Linked DNA regions of Pan troglodytes: region 2 is linked to region 1. A link is a contact called in public Hi-C data. All regions are on one chromosome and are shown on one strand. The core of a region is the stretch at or near the end of the contact, and the rest is flanking DNA. Distances in the headings are between cores, read along the strand shown.

Evidence for each region. A called contact is a pair of places that touch in the nucleus more often than the background predicts.
Region 2: a Hi-C map of induced pluripotent stem cells shows a contact between it and region 1, with 3 times the contacts expected there. The contact joins two enhancer-like sites. A contact is called at or near these places in 2 of 7 Hi-C or Micro-C datasets (both in induced pluripotent stem cells).

Annotation. Positions count from the first base shown.
Region 1 is chr15:75,976,826-75,981,411 of NHGRI_mPanTro3-v2.0_pri, forward strand. No RefSeq gene overlaps it. Among named protein-coding and RNA genes, the nearest start is that of NRXN3, 140 kb to the right of the region's middle. Within about 2 kb of position 2,611, at least 6 of the 24 cell types and tissues checked have an H3K27ac peak or open chromatin away from gene starts, as enhancers often do. A contact at or near this core is called in induced pluripotent stem cells, where this site is marked.
Region 2 is chr15:76,102,192-76,106,777 of NHGRI_mPanTro3-v2.0_pri, forward strand. No RefSeq gene overlaps it. Among named protein-coding and RNA genes, the nearest start is that of NRXN3, 15 kb to the right of the region's middle. Within about 2 kb of position 2,155, at least 1 of the 24 cell types and tissues checked has an H3K27ac peak or open chromatin away from gene starts, as enhancers often do. A contact at or near this core is called in induced pluripotent stem cells, where this site is marked.

The DNA of each region.
Region 1 (4,586 bases), core at 1,361-3,860:
CCCACTCCCATTCCCACTTCCACCTCCAAATGGTCCTGAACTCTGACCTTTCCTGGTGAATTAATAGGAAATTCTGCCAAGTTAATCCAAATAATATCTGGAAACTATATAACAGGAGTATCACTTCTGCCATATTTTATTCTTTGTGGCAGTCACAAAGTCCTTGCCAGTCTCAAGAAATGGAGTCTACCTCTTTGTGGGTGGTAGTGGTGGTGGTGGCCAGGTTCTAAATAGAGAATGTGGGAAATACAGTCGCAGCCATTTTTGGAAAACACGCTCTTTGCACACCACCTATCGAGCTCATTCAGAGGACAGAAGAGCAAGACTCCTGGATTCACCAAGGGCTTCTGGCAGGACGAGGCCAGCAGTCACATTCCTCTCTTTCCAGAGGGACCCAAGAAGAGCCAGGGGCTTTGGGAAAATCCCCGGCATCCCCTTGGCATCCAAGAAACAGCATGGGGTGGTGGAAATCCCCCTCGACTCAGAGTCAAGAGGATTGTGGTCTGATTGTTGTGTGATATAGGACATGCCACTTGACCCATTTGAGCCTCAGTTTCTTATACCTGACAGATGAGATATTTGCATTAGATCAGTTGTTTTCCAATCTGTTGATAGCAGGGAATTCTTTTTCTTTTAGTTTGTATTATTTTCAAACAAAAAGGTTGTTGACAGGGTGTTGGGAGGATATAGGTACCCACTTGTCGTTCCCTCTCCCTTCCCCTTGGGGATTCCTCATGAAGCCTTAGAGCTCCTTAGAGCACGTTTGGAAAATCCTTGGACCCGGATTTTCCCTCCCCTCCTCTCCCCTCTCCTCCCCTCTCCTTTCCTTTTCTTAGATAGAGTTTCGCTCTTGTGGCCCAGGCTGGAATACAGTGGTGTGATCTCGGCTCACTGCAAACTCTGCTTCCCAGGTTCAAGCAATTCTGCCTCAGCCTCCTGAGTAGCTGGGATTACAGGTGCACACCACCACACCCGGCTAATTTTTGTGTTATTAGTACAGGCGGGGTTTCACCATGTTGGCCAGGCTGGGCTCAAACTCCTGACCTCAGCTAATCCACCCACCTTGGCCTCCCAAAGTGCTGGGATTACAGGTGTGAGTCACCACACCCTGTTGGACCTGGATGTTTTCTACGGGTTTTCAGGAGAGGGGACTGAATGAGAGAGGAAAGACCTACCACTGCTGTCTCAGATTTCTCCTTCCTGGAATATTTTCAGCTTCCATCCTGCTCTGTGTGTGACTTCCCCACTTTGGCCTCTCAGCCATCTGACACTGAAGTGTCTGCCAGGTGTTCTGAATGAGCCAAAGTTCCACAGATTCTTGGGGAGAGCAGTAATGAAGGAGCAGGGACATCCTCTGGTAGTGTTTGAACGCAAGCCTCTTTCCAGCTTCCTGTCATCTGTGCCAGGCTGGTGTAGGGGAGGAAGATTTCTCACCCATTACAAGATTCCTGGCTGAGGCACCCATAATAAAAGACAGACTAACAGGAGAAAAGCATACATATTTATTTAATATAAGTTTTATATGACATGAGAGCATTCAGAAATGAAGACCCTCCCCAAACAGGGACAACTCTATTTTTATGGATGGCCATGCAGAAGTATGGCTGGAGGACAGAAGGGTGTGATCTGATGGTGGGAAACTGGAGGGAGCTTAGCAAGGCCTGTTTATTCAGATTTTTCTTAGATAAGTGTCTTTGAGGATAAGAACATTCTTTTCTTTTTTTTTTTTTGAGATGGAGTCTCACTCTGTCACCCAGGCTGGAGTGCCATGGCACAATCTTGGCTCAGTGTAGCCTTTGCCTTCCTGGTTCAAGTGATTCTCCTGCCTCTGCCTCCTGAGTAGTTGGGACCACAGGCAGATGCCACCACGCCCGGCTAATTTTTGTATTTCTAGTGGAGATGGGTTTTCACCATGTTGGCCAGGCTGGTCTCAAACTCCTGACCTCAAGTGATCACCCACCTCAGCCTCCCAAAGTGCTGGGATTACAGGTGTGAGCCTCCACGCCCACCTGAGGATAAGAACATTCTTTTCTTCCAGGTACAGGGAGGACTCTGCTGGAATGAGTGGCTCATAGCTGGGTTTTATGGCCTCTTCTGGGGTGTAGGGATGAGAAGAATTCTTTCTAGTTTCGATGGCCTGCTTCTGCTGTGTCCTGAAATGCCAAGGTGCCATATTTTGGGGGAGCATGTCCTAAACCCCATCACTACCATCACTAGCCTGGGAGAAGTCGGGGGACTGAGCAGAAAGCCCAGAAGACCATGGAGAGTGTGGTCTCTGCAGTGCTACCTTCCCAGCCTCCACTGGTGACTCTGGGGTTCCCCCTGCCGTAAAGGAGAGGTGCTTTGCTGCTCCCAAGTCCTGTCCCTTCTCTGATGCTCCCGTCCATTTTTTCCACCACTGTATCTCCGGCGGGCCCCTCCCCACCCCCATCTTTTCTCTCCCACATTTTCTGCTCTCTCTCTTTGTTTCTCCATCCCCCTTCTCTCTTAAAAAAAAATTCAATCCCCAGAGCGATTAGATTTGCAAATGAGCGGGCAGGAAACTGGGAACAAAGGGAACCAGAGCCGAAGAGGGAGCAGGTATAATTACTGTAATTAACTCAAGCAGCAGGGACAAATCCCCTTGGCTGCGGCTGCTGTGAGGTGCTGAGAGGCACTGTAAGGGAGACTGAGGGGTGCCAGGAAACTCAGCGCCCCCTCCCCAGGGCTGGGGTGTCCTGGTGGGGGACCCTGGCGGGGAAGCTCCTCTTGGACCTCGCCTGTGTGAGGATCCATTTCATCTCCTGTCCCGGGCTCGGCGGGAGCAGGGAGGAGGGGACCCAGGTTCAGAGATAGGATGTAGTCTCTTGCCCCACGGAGTGGAGCCAGAGAACAGAACCTCCGTCATTTCTTAACTGGACACTTAGCTCTTTACTTGCTTTGTGACATCTTAGGAGCCTGCTCTGGTTTCCCTAAGATACAAATCCCATTACCGGGTATAGACCCAAAAGAAAATAGATCATTCTGCCAAAAATGTACTCATACGTTTATCGCTGTGCTATTCACAATAGCAATGACATGGAATCAACCTAGATGTTCACCAGTGGTGGACTGGATAAAGAAAATGTGGTACAAATACACCATGGCATACTATGTAGCCATAAAAAAGAGTGAAATCATGTCCTTTACAGCAGCGTGGATGGAGCTGGAGGCCATACCCCTAAGCAAATTAATGCAGGAACAGAAAACCAAATACTACATGTTCTTGCTTGTAAGTAGGAGCTAAACATTGAGCACACATGGGCATAAACATGAGAACAATAGACACTGCTGAGTACCAGCGTGGAGAGGGAGGGAGGGGTTGAAAAACTACCTACTGGGTTCTATGCCCACTACTTGGGTGCAATATACCCGTGTAACAAACTTGCACATGTACCCCCTATATCTAAATAAAAGTTAAAATTTGGCCAGGTGCGGTGCCTCATGCCTGTAATCCCAGCAGTTTGGGAGGCTGAGGTGGGCAGATCGTAACATCAGGAGTTCAAGACCAGCCTGGCCAATATGGTGAAACCCGGTCTTTACTAAAAATACAAGAATTAGCTGGGTGCGGTGGCACACGCCTGTAATCCCAGCTACTTAGGAGGCTGAGGCAGGCGAATCGCTTGAACCTGGGAGGCAGAGGTTGCAGTGAGCTGAGATCCCACCACTGCACTCCAGCCTGGGCAACAGAGTGTGAGACTCTGTCTCAAAAATAAAATAAAATAAAAAGTTAAAATTCTTTTTTAAAAGTCTAGAGGCCATAGAGGAGGAGCATGTCTCTGATCCCATGACACTGTCATATCTGTGTCCCCAAACATCCCTGGCATTTGAGGCCTTCTAATGCACCTTTGCAATCTTACCTTTCACGATGGCCTCTCATCACTTTGTCCTCTAGCCAAATCCCACCGCATGTGGCACCCTGAACATACTCTGTACTTTTCTATTTCTCTGCCTTCTCATGTGGAGCTGTCCTTTTCCTCCTGCATTACACCTTCCCCAGTGCCATTTGGTGAAATGTTTTGAGATACATTTGAAACTACAACCCCTTCTGTGAAGTCCAAAGTAGTCTCACCCTCCACGGAAGCCTTTTCTCTTTCATGGCCCTGTCAACCAAACTTGGAGAAATCATGGTTAGATTTATTCTTGAGGACTGAAGCCTGGGAACACTGACTCAGTACAGACTGAGAATGTGTCCTGAAGTTGGTTCCATGATGCACAGCATACACGTTTTCTAACAGGGGGCATGTGTGGCACAGAAGGTGGGAGAAGCAGGAGGTGTAGCAGGAGTTATGTTTTCATTGCTGGCCGGATGCGGTGGCTCACACCTGTGATCCCAGCACTTTGGGAGGTCAAAGCAGTGGATCACTTGAGGTCAGGAGTTCCAGACCAGCCTGGCCAACATGGTGAAACCCGTCTCTACTAAAAATATGAAAATTAGCTGGGCATGATGGTGCGTGCCTGTTGTCCCAGCTACCCAGGAGGCTGAGGCAGGAGAATCACTTGAATCCAGGAGGCAGAGGTTGCAGTGAGCTGAGATTGGGCCACTGCACTCTAGCCTGGGCAACAGA
Region 2 (4,586 bases), core at 905-3,404, 120 kb after region 1:
TGGCAGGAGAAGCAAGGTTAAAGGGCCAGCATGGTCAGGCTGGGACAGCAGGCCCAAGGACATACCAGGGGACCGAGAGAGCTGAATCACCCGCCAGAACTTCTGGAGGCAAGAACACAGGGTTTGGCTGGTGCCTCTGAAAGCTCACCCACACAGAAAGCTTTCCTGGACCCAAAAGAGGGATAGAGGTGGGGTGGTTACACAAAGACAAGAAATCCCCATTTCCTTGCAAACTGCTTAGTGATTTCTGGGCAAACTGCCCAGAAATATTTGATGTGAAAAATGAACAACAGCACCCCCTTCCCTTCATCCAATAAAAATAAATCCTTCTTTACAGAAAGTGTGAGCAGCATTTGCACACAGGTTATGCATTCTCCATGAGGCTGTGTGTGTGTGTCATTTTGCCTCATGGCAGAAGCCCATGAGAAAGCCAGTGCCATTCATTCATTCAATCATACATTCATCAGATGCATTCAACTCCTATGTGCCAAGCACTGTGAGAGGCGGTGACACTGTGTGTCTTTGAAGAGGAAGACAAAATAGTTCCTGCCCTCAAAGACCACATGATCCTTTGTGTGTGTGCCTCGTGACCAAAACCCCATCTTGATTTCTTCGTCAGTGCAGACAGAGCTTCTTAGGCGGGTTTAGTTGTAAACTGCTTTCATGCCTGGAGGAGCCTCAGTTACTGGATATTTACCCAGAGGCAAAGTCTGACCCAATGTCTCACCACTCTGCACATTAGAATCACCTGGGCTGCTTGACCAACCACCCCCGCTTGGCTAGGTTGACACCCAATTTGTACTTGCAGGTATGGTGTACCTGCCAGCATGCCCCAGAGTGGTTGGGGCTCATGCCTTACTGGTCAGTAGATATTTTAACCATTATTCTTGGTCCTACACCAGACTTAAAAAAAAAAAAAAAAAAAATATATATATATATATATATATAAAATAAAGATTCCTGGTAATGGAGGCCTAGGCATAGATAAGTCTTTTTAAAAAGCTTTCCTTGCCAGAAGTGGTGGTTCATGCCTATAATCCCAGCACTTTGGGAAGCCGAGGTGGGCAAGAGTTTGAGAACATCCTGAACAACATGGTGAAACCCTGTCTCTACAAAAAATACAAACATTAGCCAGGCATGTGCCTATAATCCTGGCTACTCAGGAGGCTGAGGTGGAAGGATCCACTGAGCCCAGGAGGTTGAGGCTGCAGTAAGCCATGATCATGCCACTGCACTCCAGCCTGGGCGACAGAATGAGACCCTGTCTCAACAAACAAGCAAACAAATGAAAAACAAAAGAAGCCCCAGGATCTAATGTTGGGGCAGATGAACTACTCTGATGCCCGCCCCCCCTCCCCCCCCAGTGGAGGGTCCCTGGCAGTAACATAATGTTATTTCCTAAGCAGATTGCTCAGTGTGGAGCTGCTGCTTAGCACAAGGTGAATGAAGGAAAATCAGAAACTCTCAGCTTTTGAATCTTAGTGGTTTGAGAAGCAGAAGAGTTCTGATCCAGCACCCTCTTCTTATATGTGATGCAACTTGGGTCCAGATGTCTGGAGGTAGATATTTGACACTTTCCTCAGGACACTTGAGATTTATTTCTGTAGCTGGAAAATATGAGACAAGGAAGCTGAAAGTTTGGGCTTTTTAGCAAGGGCCTTAAGACAGGGGCATTGTCAGCCCAAGAGAATCTTAAACCTTTATAGTTGGGCTAAGGGTGTAAATTATTATACGTTAAAAAAAAAACAACCTCTCTCAACAAAATGATTCTGCTGATGTGGGCTGCCTGTATTGGAGCTGACAAAAACCTGTTTTCCATGGCATGGTGGCTCTGGGAGGCACTCAAGGGGAAATCTCTGTGACTGCAGGGTTCTTGGCCTCTGTCAGGTACCCCCAGGCTCTCCAGCTGGCCTAGCTGGCTCTGTGTTGCCAATCTCTCATGAATTCCAGACATCTGACCTCACAACCCACTGACCTCAGGTAGACCTCTGTGTGCCTACCTGGGCCTCTGCCCTACCTGGTTTCTCTTCTCTATTTTCTTGTTAGAGGATCCCACTCACCTCGATATGTCTGCTCCTGGAACCTGTCCCTTGGAATCAAGGATTCTGAAGATCCAGGCCTCTTAGGCTTATCTCCACTCCCCCAGTGGCCCTCTGCTGCCCCCACTTGCCGCAAGTTCACACTAACCACAGAAGTCCTGCAGGCCTGCACCACAGGGCTCAGCACACACTGTTTTTGCTCTGTGCCTGGTATTGTATTGCCTTAGGTCATCTGATTTATAGTCATTGCAGTCCTCAGTTAAGTATGATTTCCATTCTACAGATGAGAAAACTGAGTCTCAAGATAGGTAGGGCCCAGAGCTTGAAGAGGCAGTGCTAAGTTTAAACTCAGTATAATGCTACATGTGGGCTGCCTCTCTTAACTCTTTTGGTTCCAGAGGAAACAGCAGTTACTGTGAATAAAATGAGAAATGATCTTGGAATAATGCAAATTAACCACTAAGTCCTTAGAAAGTGATTGCAGTGAGACTTGATCATTCAGGATGCAGGACTGTTACATCTGTTAACCTATTTATGCCTGGGGTTGCAATTTTTTGAATTTTTGCAATCAGACCTTGGCAATGACCTTGAGCAGTAGGATATAAATAACTCCCACATGCTTAGTGTTCCAGTAATGGAACACTAGGCATATTAAGCACAGTGCTACCTGCCCCCACTCTTCCTTCTCATCTCAAGTGCCCTGCATGCCTCTCATCTTGCCATAGTGTAGGTGGCAGGAAAAGCAAGAATCTTGCGCTATCTCAGAACACAGAGCCCACTTAGAGTTCAAGAGTCAGGAAGTAGATAAACGAAAAGCAAAGGACGCAGACTCCAGTGAGCTAAGCAAGATAAGAAGGTGATAATCCACCAAAATTCAGCCAAGAAATCTGAAAAGAACTGGACAAGATGAGGTGGGGAGAAGGATGCATGAAAAAACCAGTGATGTGAGGTGCATGGGATGGGGACACTGGGAATCTGGGAAAGAGATCCCAGCACCAGCCTCTCTCGTAGGATCCCAGTGATGAGGCAGCCTCTCTCTGAGACTCAGCAGCCTTTCACTTTCTCCTCCCATTGGTCAGACTCCATCCTGAGAGTGCTGGATGTAGAGGATGCAGGTGCTGGGAAATAACAACTGCTCCTAGATAGAGAGGTTATGAGGGAGGCGATGGAGGCATTTCTCTGACATCAAGTTTATCAGTGTTCTTTCTGTAAGGAGTTGTGAAGTGCGCCATTCCTAATGGGAGTGTGCACTGACCTCTGTATAATAGCACTCAGAGTGATGTTCTGAGTGTAAGGAATTGAATATATACACGTTGTGTCTGGTCATGTTTACATCTACACTCACACATATAGTTACTCTGGAATGATACATTGTCATGTGGCACAGAGGTACTTTGAAGGATTCAGCACCTGAAGCTCAGTGAGGCGGTAGATAGCTAGAAGGTAAGAGTAGGAATTTTGAAGGAATAGCTAGGACTTGTAAAATCAGGGAGACACCGTAACTCTTGAAAGGCTAGAAGTCAAGTTCAGATAAGTTTGCTAAGGGTAGGAGATTTCAGACAAGTTTGCTAAGAGTAGGAGATATAACTCTTGAAAAGCTAGAAGTCAAGTTCAGACAAGTTTGCTAAGGGTAGGAGATACCAAGTGAGCACCTCCAGGCCAAAGTAGAGTCCAGAACCTGAGTATTAGCTGGACACATGTCACCAGTGGCACAAGTGAGAGCCACCAAGGTGTGCTCTAGTTTTATGGCAAAGCTTTGTCTTAGCCAGTGACACCAGACACTTCAGGTCAACTCCTTTTCCTTTCTTTCCTAATTGTTAAGCTAGTGGAGAAAACCAGCACAAGAAAAGCCTTGGCCATTTGCAGAATACAAGATTTCAGGTGAAAGGTGACAGAGGAAAATATTATGCTTTATATTGTTAAGTTTTATTCAATTATTTATTGACTTAAAATGTATTGTGATGTGTCTGTGATAAGCCAGAAACTGTCTGCATGAGGATGGGATACATACAAAGATTAAAAAGAAAAATCCCTGCTCTCAAGGAGTTTAAAATCTAGAGACATGCAAACAAATAACTCTAATAGGAGTTAAAAACAGCTCGCTGTGAGAACAAAGAGACAAGTAATTATGGAGGGAGAGTTAGAGACAACACCGTGAGGAGGTGAACTTTGATTTAGGCCTTGAAACACATTTTTTAATAGAAATATACTTTTTAACAGAAATATATTTTTAATTGGGTAAGGAGATGGAGAGGAGGAAGTAGGGAATTTGGGGATGAGGGAACAGCATGAATAAAACATGGAGGCGTGAAAGTATGTAGCAGGTTCAAGAAAAGGCAGTTAATGCAGTGGACTTGCATTTAGGAGGTAGCTTGGGAAATGAGACGAAATAATTAGTATCCCCAATGAGAAGATTCCAGGTAATTATATAATCTTCTCACTGAAGCTGGCTAGTAGGTAGGGATCTAGAGTGAGGACCAGGTCTAGAAATAATATATTATCTTAAGCACACACAGTTGCTTCAACACATTTCCTCTTTACTTGCCC